Linked DNA regions of Rattus norvegicus: region 2 is linked to region 1. A link is a contact called in public Hi-C data. All regions are on one chromosome and are shown on one strand. The core of a region is the stretch at or near the end of the contact, and the rest is flanking DNA. Distances in the headings are between cores, read along the strand shown. Region 1 holds the start of Reep1 (receptor accessory protein 1). Region 2 overlaps Reep1 (receptor accessory protein 1).

Region 1 (6,241 bases), core at 1,095-3,594:
CTTGCAGTGTACCCTGAGGATAGGGGGAATCGCCATCGATTTAGTGCTCTCCATGGTGCTTGGGAAGGCACATGTAACGTGTTATTGAAACCTCTGCAACAGCGATGTGCAGCTAATGAGCGTGGGAACTGAGAACTGTTGTAATCAGGGCTCTGAACTAGGATCTGCTGGCAAGAGGCAGAACTGGATTTTGAGCCATTTATTTTCTTGATTCCAAACACAGCATCCCAGCCCCACACCTTGGCACTGCGCCATAAAATGTCCCTTCACCTATTTAGAATGTTGGGCAGAATCAAAATACGTTAGAATAAGCAATATTATTAAAGACTGTAGCTCCTTTATATTCCATGAGATTTCCTTCTGTGACAGAGATGTAGCTGGATTTCGGTTTATTTACACCAGCTGATACTATATAATGGGTATTGTTAATTTGAAATAGAAATGTGATTAAAACTGGTGTTAATAATTCACATTGGGTTTATGTTGAGAATTAGGGACGCGGTTGGACGTATCCCTGACCTTTTCAAGTTGCTTCAAATCCCACCAACCTCTGGTGCCGGCCGGTAGCTGTAGACCGGGAGCAATTCTCAGGGTCATTTAAGTCATCCGAAGTCTCAGTTTTTCAAGGTGTGGTTGCTTCAGAAGGTAGCAACACACTGTTACAACCCCACCCAACATCCCACGTCTTTCCTATGCCCCCTTCAGTTGCCTCCTATGTGGGGGATGATAAGAAAACCAGAATGGTTGCAGGATCCTGGTTGAGGACCTACAGAGAAAGCCCACCAGGCAAGCAAGTGCTCCCTTGCCCCACCCTGAGGTCCTCCAGGGGTCACTAGCAAATCCAAAGATCTCAGGACCCCTTCAGGAAGGAAACTGCCACGGAAGAGAAGACAAGCTTCAGTCAGGCATGAGGCGTGGCAAGGCATTCTGTGGCTTCCCTGTTACTGATGCCAGCCATGCACAGAAATGGGAATATCTTACATGCCACCTGAAGGCACAGGACAACCCCGCAGCTGACAACAGCTGCTGGAGAGACCTTTGTGGAGTAACTTGAAGGGCTTTGGGAGGAACGGGCAGAATGATACCTGGGAGACAATGGCCAGGACTTTAAAGACGGCTACCCTGGACGGCTTCGCAAATCAGCCCAGAAGAGGAGAAGAGACGAATGTGCACTGCACGGTCAAAGGGAGTTAACAGCCCCTCTTTCTTAGACAAAGAAAACGCTGGCCACGTGCTCTTTACACAAGCCTCCCCAGACCCATTTCAGTCCCACGTCCCCTGAGCAGGGGCTAAATCTATCGTCCAGATCCAGGTAGGGAAGGAAAGAGGCAAGAACCTTGGAAATAAAACAAAAGTCCCCACCACACATCCCCCAAGGACTTCAAACAGGCCTCACCCCAGATGACTCTGCTCGCCTGCACCGCCCGGGAGGTGTCACTGCCACCGCCCTTGGGGGGAGGTGGGGTGCTGTCTGTCACTTGGAAATTTCACGGTGCATTCCTTAGAGATGTCTGCCCCGGTCTCTCAAACCCCTGCCAAGGAGAGCAGGCAAGAGGGACGAAGACATCTACTCCAAGGTGCATACTAATCTACTTGCCACCTGCCTTAGCCTCTATTTGAGACACCTAAAAAGGAGTATTTTCCTTACTCCATTGAGTGCCCCACCTCCATCTGGCTACTAGTCTCCGCGAAGACCCCTTCAGGCAGCTCCCCTCGCTTGTCTGGACTGTATGTCATTTTCACCCGACAAAAGCACAGCGTCAGGCAAGCCCAAGGCATTTTCTTCCAAAGGAGAGAGACGCGCGGGCTACCCACTCGGAGCCTCTGCAAATCCGCCCCACCCGGGATGGAACAAAGCAACAGAGACAAGGCAAGATGCCTTGCCCAGCCCCGGTGACTCCACCAGCGTGCGAGGACCCACGCCCCGGTCCCCCTGCAAGGCGCCGCCTGTGCCCGCGGCTACCCATGGGTCAGTAGCGTCGCGCGTCCTACACCGCCTCGCGCTCCCCGCGTCCCCAGGCAGCTACTGTACCTGCTAAATTTAGCGACCGCGGGGTATTAATAGATCTACCGAACCCGGGCTGGTGGTTCGCAGGGGCGCGCGGCCCTAAGGGGACGTGGGGATAGGAGAGAAAGGGAAGAAGGGACACAGGAGAAGAGGCCACTTACACCACCAGCCTGGAGATGATCCACGACACCATGGCGGGCGGGCTGGCTGGCGGGCGCGGCCCGGATTGCTGGGCTGCGGGCGGTGCTGCGCTCCCGACACGTCTGTCTGTCCGCGCACCGCCGCCGCCAGACTGAGCGCACCCGCCCGGCCCGGCCCCGCGCTCGCGCGTCGGCGCAGCCGCGGCTCGTTCCGCCCGCTGCCCCAGCCCCCCGGGGCTCCGCGGGCCCACGGCGATTGGGCGGCTAGCGGTGAGGGCACCCGCGCGACCCGCCCCTGCTCAGTTCGTCCCAGCCCCAGGGCTGCAGCCAGGGCGGGTCCTCCTCCACCCTCCTTGAGAAACCTTGTGGTGCGGTGGCCCAGTGGGCTGGGCCTCTGAACCGCCCCCCCCCCAGGGCTGTTTCACCTTCATTATTACGGTGGGGAAACTGAGGTTTGAATTTGGACTTTGAAATCCTACCTATACCTGTCTGGACGAGGTTCTGTCATTCTTCACTTAGACATGTAATACGCTAGCCTCAGAAGAAACCTGAAGTCTTCAACTGACACCCCATAAGTCATCATTACAGCATCTCAGCAAGTGTCTGCCTACTGGCAACATTAGTGTCCCTACAGGATCCCTTCTCTGCCTGCAACACTATCACCATTCACCACAAGTCCCTTCAGTTCTTTTTACTGCAGATCTCTCTCTCTCTCTCTCTCTCTCTCTCTCTCTCTCTCTCTCTCTCTCTCTCTCACACACACACACACACACACACACACACACACACACACACACACGGACTATCACACAAGTCAGAGGTCAACCTGCAAGAGTCAGTTCAATATAGGTCCCGTGATACCTCCGGTCACCATCACCATCAGACATGGCAGCAGGTACCAGGGAAGCCGTCTCACAGACCCGCACCGTGGACACTCCTTGTCCATCCATGTATTTCTGTCTTTGATTCATCTTCAAGCCTCAGCTACTGGGTTATGAGAGCCACGGTGTACATCATGGCCCAGCAGCATTAAGAGCCATGTGGCATCTCGGGCAAAATGGAAACTGCCTTCAGCTATAAACACATTAATTCCTTTAAAAATGATTGCACCATATAGTATTTGTCCCTTTAAATTTTGCAGCCCGGCTGAGTGACTTGCTTTGCTCACCCTGAGGATGGACCTGCACCAACTTCCACAGCACTTGGAAGCCTTTGTCCTTTAAGCCTGGGCTTTGCTGCTTCCTCCCTCTGGTAGTTTAGGACCCAGTGACTTGCTCTTCTTTGTGGATATTGTGTAAAATTCAGTGCCCAGTACGAGAAATTCTGCAGAGTCCTAGTTTAGCTTTTCCTAAAGGATATCTGCCCAAGATGGTTTCTTGCAGTGGCAAGGTGACCTTGGACCTTGACTGAAAGACACTGAAAAGCAGTGCCTTCTAATGCGATAGAATATGCACGGTGGCATGCAACTATGACTCCAATTCTTGGGAGGTAGAATCGGGAGCCAGGGCTAGAATCCTAAGATCAGTCTCAACCCCCTCACTCCAAACCCAGGATCGGTAATTGACCCTGAAACACTCACCCTCAGGAGGAGGAGACAGGAAGGTGAGTTTAAAGTCATTCTTGGCTATGAAGGGAGTTCAAGGCCAGCCTGGACTACATGATTCTCACTCTCTCTGTCTCTGTCTTTCTCTCATGTGTATCAACATACACTTTCTGATATTAAGGGGCTATGAGAGAGCTGTCTTCTTTGATGTCTCTTTGTCTCTACGTCCTCTTTGTCTCAGAGAACCCATAAAATACTTGTAATATCAAGGGGGTTAATGTAGTGGTGAAGCTGGGGAGCTTGGTCATTTCACTTTGGGGCAGCTGTGAATCTCATGCCCCAAATCACTTCTTTAAAGAATCCTCACACCGCAGGCCACTGTGCATTTATGTATGAGACTACCAGAGAAGCTTCTGTGTCCCAGTGCCCACTCAAGTTACTCAGATTAGGAAATCATAAACCTGCCTGGCCCTGCGTTCCTTAGGGAATATTTGTTATGGCTCCTGCTTTCCTGCTGCCTTGTTTTCCTCTAGTGGTTACATGGCCTGTGCTCTCTCCAGGGTTGAAAACGAATTCTTCCCAAGCTCTATCTTAATTCTCTGGCCTCACCATACTTTACTAAAGATAATAAAATTAGACAGAGAAAGGCTTGGAAAACCTACCAGGCAGTGAAAACCCTAAGGCCAAGCCAGACATGGTGACACATGCCTGTAGTCCCAGAACTCCGGAGGTTGAGGAAGGGACATGGTCATGAGTCTGAGGCCAGCCTAGACTTACAAATGTGAGATTGTGTCTCAAATAACAGAACACCACAGGCAAGTTTGGTATAGCAGTGCACATCTATAATACTATTAGCAACAATAAAATGAACAAAAATTTAAAACCGCAGCAAGGACTGTGTAAAGTTCAGTCACTGAAGTATATGCCTTGCAAGCACAGATCTTGGGTTTGATCCCCAGAAGCCAGGTTACAAATAAAAATCCAGAGATAGAGGCAAGGGAATGGATCCATGGGGGCTTGCTGGCCAACCAGAGCCTAGACTACTTGGTGTGCTCTGGATCAGTGAGGGGTTCTGTCCCCAAAACATGGTGAATGGTATCCAAAGAAAGACACCTGAGGTTTAACTCTGATACACACACACACACACACACACACACACACACACACACACACACACACACACACCATACAGACACCATACATACTCCAAAACCACAGAAAATCAACCAAGCAAGCGTCGTCCCCACACTTCTCTCCATGTTCTTCACCACATATGCTAATAAGATCAGGAGACCTATCAGACATTTGGAGGGATGGAATATTACAGCTTATTAGGGCCTTGGTAGTACAGGCCTACAGGTTCAGCTGTTGAAGAGGCCGAGAAGGGAGGCTTGCAAGATTGAGGCCTTCTTGGACTACTGACAGAGTTCAAGACCAGCCTGGTCAAATTAGTAAGGCTCTTAGTAAAACAACAACGAACTCGGGAGGAGAGACGGGGATAGTTCAGTAGCAGGCTTGCCTAGTATGTGCAAGCCCCGGAGGTCAATCCTTAGTGTTGGAAAGAAGTTTAAATTTTCAAAATCTGTGGATTGAGAAGGTATTCTGAGCGGGGAGACTGTGGAGTGTGCCCCATGCTGTTTCCTTCATGGGCATGCGCAGTGGGTAAGCTTAGGGGGTAAATGGAAAACACGGGTTTGATTATTGTGCTCCACTAGATATTTCCATTATTAAACGAAACTCTTAAGTCTGGAGGAATGGGCTAGAAAATCAGTGGAACCACCCAAGTTTTCTTCAATAGTCAGGAGGTCTTGTTCCATTGAGTAAGGCAGAGTGATAAGCAGGAAGAGAGAGAACCGGAGACAGGAAGAAAGTTACTTTTTGTTGCCTTCCATTTCTCTGAGCAAAAATGTTGCACATACTGCATCTCTCCATCCGGGACCTGTTGGTTTGTCCTTGGTCATAGCCCTGGAAAACGCTGAGACCAGGCAAGAGTTCATCTTCTAGACAATGGGGCTCTCAGGCCGCTATCAGTTGGCTTGCTTTGAATTTCTTGTCTCGTGAATGGTTGTGTAGTGTGTGATTTCTGCTGTTGCTGCTTCTATCTGCTGATAGCCTGCTGCATTGTATTTGAGAATGACCCTCTCACACCCTAACCTCAGAAATTGCAATTCCTCTTATGTCTTTACTACCTTAATTGGTTTTGGGGTGATTATCAGACATAAGCTGGGCCCAAAACTTCTCCCTATTTTTTTTATTGTAAACGGAAAGAATACACTTCTACATTTGCCTGTGAACTAGATCCCAGAATAAAAAGCCACACAAATATTAAAGAGTCTACAAGGCTGGCTGACTTTGTAGAACTTTGTGATTATAAAGAGTTAGATTGTTCCAGATCCATAAACAAATCATCTTGTTTCTTTTACTAATCTTAATAGCCTTTCCTTGATGTGATGATTATTCTTGGTTGTCAACTTGACTACATCTGGAATTAACTCTGATCCAAATGATCGTGAGGGGATTCCATTTTCTTAAATCATCTGAAGTGGGAAG
Region 2 (6,241 bases), core at 1,085-3,584, 110 kb before region 1:
ATAGGACTCATCCAGTACCCAGCACTAATCCACACTGACTGGTTGAAGACATAGCTCAGTGGTAGAATGTTTGCCTGACACATATGGGTGACCCCCATTTGATCCCCAGCCCTGGAGAAGGGTGGGGAAAGAATATATGGGAGAATATGAAATGATCCATCTCGGCCAGGAATATGAGGAACTCCTACATCTGAGGTGGTTGTAGCTTCCATCTCAGGGTCAATAGGAACGCTAAGACTTAAGGCTTATGAAGGGGAATGTTTGTGAGTATCCCATCCGATTTTCACCAGGGCCTCTAATTTTGTGCGTGACAGAAGTCGTGACTTCTTCACAATGGACCCTCAGGCAAGAAGGTTGAGTAGATAAAGAACCAGAGAGGAACCAAGTAGCTTTTCCCTGAACCTGTGACTAGTAAGTCTCAACCTGTGTCAGCCCAGGAGTCACAAGCATAGTCCTTCTGTTGTCAAAACCCTGTCTATATCCACAATTGGCCATAGTACTACGTATATTGTTTTCTGATAACTTTAAAGAACTGTGGAGCTGGAGAAATAACTCATCTGGTGAGGCACTTGCACACACACACACACACACACACACACACACACACACACACACACACACAGAGATCTTGGCAGGAAGTTGGTGATTTGTCCTACCTGTTTCATGAAGGGAAGTCATTCTTCCTCTAACTACTCGAAGTGTTGTCAGGTATCACAAGTGATGCCATTCCCATCCCCCTGCCCCCCAGATCTCTAGTGCAAATACATGCTCTAGTCCACACCCCAGACACCATGTACCTCCAGGGGAAACTCGGTCCTCCTCGGTGCCTTATATTTGTATATGAACTCCAACAGGTCCTCCTCCTCCTCGTCAGAAAACGCCAGTGGGTTTTGGACCTGGTGGGGCTCCCAAGACTTCACACCACCCTCACTCACATCTCCCTCCACCACTTAATGTCCATCTGACAAAGGAGACAAAGATGGCGGGAAGGGGTCAGTGTAGAAGAGAGCAAGGATGGGCAGAGGGGGAGATTAGGTACACGGCACAGCAAACCTGTTAGGACGGCCAGGGCTCCAGATCTGAAGAGTGGTACTTTAGGGAACTCAGGAAAGTGAAGGTGTCAGTGGAAGACCCAGCAGCTTGTACAGAATGAATTGTAGGCTCAAAGCCATTGAAGGAGGACAGGAGAGGACACGTCCTTAACTCTGAGGCTTGCCATGGACTGATCCTTAGACCTGTGAGTGAGCACCTGAGGAGTGCCCAGGAAAAAGCCTCTCTGAAGACCAGAGTTGTTCCTCTGAGAGGTGATGCTTCCTAAACTACACACAGGCGATGCTGACAGTGCAGCACCCTTGTCTATGCAGCACCAGGCATTCTGTAAGACACAGGATGTAAAATGTAGGCCTAGAGACCCAAAGGGATCATTTTAAGGTGAACTGTGCAGATTTTTCATTTCAAAATACCTGGTGCTAGACAGCAGAGGACCCTCATAGAAATGCGAAATCTGAACTCATCCCCTATCCCACCCGCATGTGACAGCAAGATTCCTACTTCACTCCAGCATTAAGGTGACCCATTGGATGCGGCCATGTTGCTGAGCCAGAATGCCCTAGCTTAGGCAGTCTGTAAATTATTCTCTGCCCTACCCAGTTTATCTGGCATCCACAAACACATCCATGGTTCTGTTCTTGGTGTATTATCTTCATCCAGAACATCGTTCTATTCTTGGTATGTTGTCTCCATCCAGAATTACAGAAGGTAGAGCTAGAGGGTCCACAACTCATCCTGTTTCACAACTCTAAGGTCCACAGACAGAAACCCCAGCTCTTGTTGAGATACAGTGCTGCTGCTTCTAAGTCACATTCAGTCGCAGATCTGGCTCCAATCTTATCACCAGAGGGCTGGTTGCTGTAACTAAGGCTGCAACTAAGCTTTTCCAGTTTCCACTGCTGTGCTCCATGGTAGCCAGCAGGGGGCAGCACGAACACACAGCTGCCATCAGTAGGCCTTGCAGGGCTGAACCGTGGGTGGACAGCAGGGCCTGACATCACAAATTTGCCTTGGATTTTTTTTTTCTCCTTTCTCTTTCTCCGCCCTCCCCCCCCCCCCCGCCCCCGTGCTTCTCTTAGTTTGTTTACTCCAAGTTTTGTTGCTTTCTTGTCCTTTCCTTCCTAAATCAGCTGTTGGACTTGAGAACAGTAAGCCCACCTTTCTTGAACACCCTGGTCTTCCAAAGCTGCCTTTCCCTAGCCCCGAATGATGCTTAGAGTCTATACCCTGCAGCCAGCTCCTGCCATATGCCATGGTTCTCTTGTCTCAGCAGAAAACATCCCGAGCTGTGGGGCTGTGGCTGCTCATCCCTTTTACTCTCTGAGTGTCTGAGGGAGGGCTGGGCACTCAGCTGGCACTGATAGCCCAATAAGCTAAGCAGAAGCCTGCTGCCATCCTAGACGGTTCAGATCTGCTCCACACTGGGGCATGGCACTTACTAACCAGGACATTCCTCTGGATAGGATTCCTCCTGCTTAGTCAGGACCCAAGGCCAAAGTAAATGCAGAAGCATCCTGGTTAGCTCTACCCAGCAAAAAACTGCATCCTCAGGATGGCGTTCCTCACTGGCTGAGTTTAGACCTCTGAACAGGTGTGTGCCCTTAAACCCAGGGCTTTCCCCTGCCAGCTGTCACGGGCAGCATGATAACCCAGAGACACAGCAGGACCCTCGGGTGTGTAATTCCTCAGCCTGCCTTCCAGAGCATACTGAGGCTGAGCATCCAAACCGCACATTAACTACAACAATAACAGGCGTCTCACGAGTGGGCATGCATGCCAATATCCGATCACCGGGAAACAGAGGCACAAGTTTTCTCTGGGTTAGCCTGGGCCACATAGTGAGTTCCAGGCCAGTCTGGGCTCCAGTGTGGAGACTGTGTCTCAGACACAAAAGCAAAATAAAACAAAGAAAGAAACAAAATTCAGTGCCCATCTCAGTACTGAAACTCTTAACAGGGCTTTGTGCACACTCTTCACTGCAACCTTGAACCTTTGAAAAGAGGTAATCCTGTGACTCCCAGGAATGGAGACCATTCCAGATATCTAGGCAGGAGTAGAAGCCTGAACTGATCTGGGCAGAGGGTGGGAGCAAAGGAGGCCAGTGTGGGTGGCTGGGGGACAGAAATAGCTTCAGATGGAAACGACCCAGAACCCCGCCTAAAAACCAGCCCAACTGTTAGAATGGTTCCTGTGTGTCTGTCAAGTGTGCTGTTGGTATTTACCATTTATTTTTACTTTTTTGAATGCTGGAAGTCAAATCCAGGCCGTTGCACATGCTGGGCAAATGCTCTACCACTAAGCTGGGTCCCTAGTCCCTTGTTTGTACAGTCTGTCTCACTCTTGGGGCAGAAAATAACATGGACAGCCACACTTCTGAGTGCCAGTGCACTGTGGATGCTGGTTACTGCTTTCCCTCTTCGGTGGGTGTGAGGAAGGAGCAGGTGGCCTGCACTTACAATTTTCTCCTGATCCTATATACCTTTGATTTACTGTTTCTCTCTCTCTCTCTCTCTCTCTCTCTCTCTCTCTCTCTCTCTCTCTTCCCCTCCCTCCCTCTCCTCTCCCTCCTCTGTCACACACACACACACACACACACACACACACACACACACACACACACACAATCCATACACACATACCTTTTGGAACAAGCAGCAGAATAAATAAGAAATAAGTCACATTGAATTTGTCCACACTGAAGGGTGGTATCAATCTGAGAATCAAGGACAAGTGACTGAGCAGGAAAATACGGAGTGTACCTGTAGATTTTCATAGACTTATGACATAATATGTCCTCTATCTTAACAATGGCTAAGACTCCAAGATCCTGAGAACGTGTTGTGGGTATGTGCTCTCCCATAAGAAGTCTTCCTGACCCTTCAGCAAGGGCACCCCAGGCCTTGTCATGGTTGGGTCAAGGTTGGCAGTTTCTACTTAAAGACAGGGGTCCCAGTTGTCTTCCACAATGGAGCACCTGTGTGTGTTAGTGTCAGCACTGGAGAACTGAAAAGAGGGGCTGGCTTGTCTCAGTCCTTAAAGACCTGAACAGATCTGCCAGCGCCAGGCGCTGAGCCACCCACCCACAGTGCAGCACGACACCCAGGTTAGCATGCATCCCACACGGCACACATTAGTGATGCAAGGCAGCAGATGTGCTGAAAGGACACGCCTGTCTGAACACTTACATCCAGGGTCCCAGCAGTCACCAAGGAGAAAGGAAAGAACATCCTGTTAGAGAAGGGGCTTTGGAATGAAACCCACATGTACTTAAATGTACTCCCTGCCTGCTTGACTTTTAGTCCTGATACACCCCTCTGATTGATGACAGGCAGCTCAGGGAGGAAGAGAGAAGAAGGGGGAGGAAAGGTGCCGGACAGGAAGCATCTACAAAGAGACAAAAATATGTAGGAAACAGCAGGGAGCTGACTGACAACCAGAATGAAGCAGAGAGGTAGGGAGAAAATGTTCTAGTGTCTGGTAGGCACAATTGAGAATAGGCCCCGACTAACAACTGCTGCTTGCTGGGCTCTGAGCTCTAATGCTGTCACTGCCCTGTCAGGTGACTGTCAGCTCCCCAAATTCCCACTTTCCCTTTCTCCACTGTCTGAATTAAGACCTGTATTTGCATATCTTTTGGAAAGTTCAGTCTCCAAGGATGACTAGAACCCTCCTATGCTCTGGACTGAACCACCATCTCACAGGACATAATTTCAGGGGATCACCCAAGACCCCCTGGAATCCTCTCAAATGGTGCTGAAGCTTAAGAGTCAGCTTCCAGCCCCTGGTACAAGACAAGCACATCCCAAGCCCATCTGCCAGCACTCCCCAGTAGAGTGCCTTTCACTGGCATAGAGCTGGAGGGACCACAGAAATATCTAACCCCTCGCTCAGAAGGGAGGAGGCCCAGAGAATGGAGAACTGTCCTTAAGGATATAGATGGTCCCACTGTGGAGGAATCATGGGATTGGGTCCTTGCAAGGAGCTCTAGGGAGCAGGAAGAAGATTCCAGAGTAGTGGACGACGGCAGGATCCTAGGAGAGTAGGGCCTGCAAAAGCCAGGACTTAGGCCAAAGCGACCAGGCCCGGACTCCAAGCAGAGCCATCCCTGCTGGATGCATCTGGCTATTTGCTACCAACTGTTCACTCCTCCAAACCCCACCCATTCTGAGACACCTGCTGCAGTGGCCTGCAGAATTTGCAGATCCCTACCACCTGCTGATTTAATTGTCTGGTACACAGACTGACTATAAAACTACTGGTGTCCTCATAGGTGAAGACATCTTAGAGGCAGGGGGAAGAGCGGATCAGAAAGAATGGGACATTAACAGAACCGGTCCCCAGGCGATACTATCCTGGCTCATGATACTTACCAGTCAACATGTAGAATGGGGGACAGAAATGACCATGGCCATCTGGGGACAGTGAAGAGCTGTTTCCCAGGAACTAGGAAGTCTACCAGTGTCTAGCAATGGGAGTCCCCAGCTTCCAAGATGGACGGGGAGGCCCCAGTTAGACAGGGGCGTCTGAAGACTGGTTGAATACTACTCTCCCACTGTGTCCCTGCTTAGTACTCCTGTCTGTCATTTGTCTTGGACTTATGGCTTTCAAAACCCAGTGCCCTCCCTGGCTCCTAATGCACCTAGTTAAGCTCAGGCAAAGTGGAGGTGAAGCTTGTAAGAGCAGTGTATAGCAGGCCCCAGAGAGCCACAGCTCCACCAGCCGTCGCTCACACACCACCAGCAGCAACATCCAGGGTTCCTGTCTGGAAATGGGGACCCAGAATCCTGGGTTCATTTGGATACCACAGCCTTTAAAAATAGCAGCCATGGGCCAGAGAGATGGTTCAGTTAGTCAAGGCACCTCCTGCCTCAATTTGGTCCCTAAAATTCACATTGCGGGATTCGAGAACCGACTCTCCCAAGTTGTTCTCTGGCTTCCGCACAGAGGACACAGCACACACATGACCGCATATCACCCCTCATACACAAATAAAGGATATAATAAAAATAATAGTCACCCTTCAAAAGCCCCGTTTAACAGCCATTTCCATTATAGTGCAGGGAGGAAAGCAAGGACCTTTATTTTATGATGAGCAGTTAGGTGACTCAAACGAAGTGGCACAGCTAGTAAGTGGCAAGCCAGAGCTCTCTTAGTAGGGCCAGAATTCCTTAAAAACTCAGGGCTTCCTCCC

The links. A called contact is a pair of places that touch in the nucleus more often than the background predicts.
Region 2: a contact with region 1 is called in a Hi-C map of frontal cortex, with 1.9 times the contacts expected there. The contact joins the enhancer-like site here to the promoter of Reep1 in region 1. A contact is called at or near these places in 2 of 12 Hi-C or Micro-C datasets (frontal cortex and psoas muscle).

Annotation. Positions count from the first base shown.
Region 1 is chr4:105,300,485-105,306,725 of GRCr8, reverse strand. It overlaps Reep1 (receptor accessory protein 1), which reads right to left and starts at 2,344. Exons shown (of 7, transcript NM_001108633.1): 1 at 2,170-2,344. The coding sequence starts at 2,201.
Region 2 is chr4:105,409,859-105,416,099 of GRCr8, reverse strand. The region is part of intron 6 of Reep1 (receptor accessory protein 1); the gene reads right to left. Among named protein-coding and RNA genes, the nearest start is that of Mrpl35, 19 kb to the left of the region's middle. Within about 2 kb of position 2,334, at least 20 of the 93 cell types and tissues checked have an H3K27ac peak or open chromatin away from gene starts, as enhancers often do.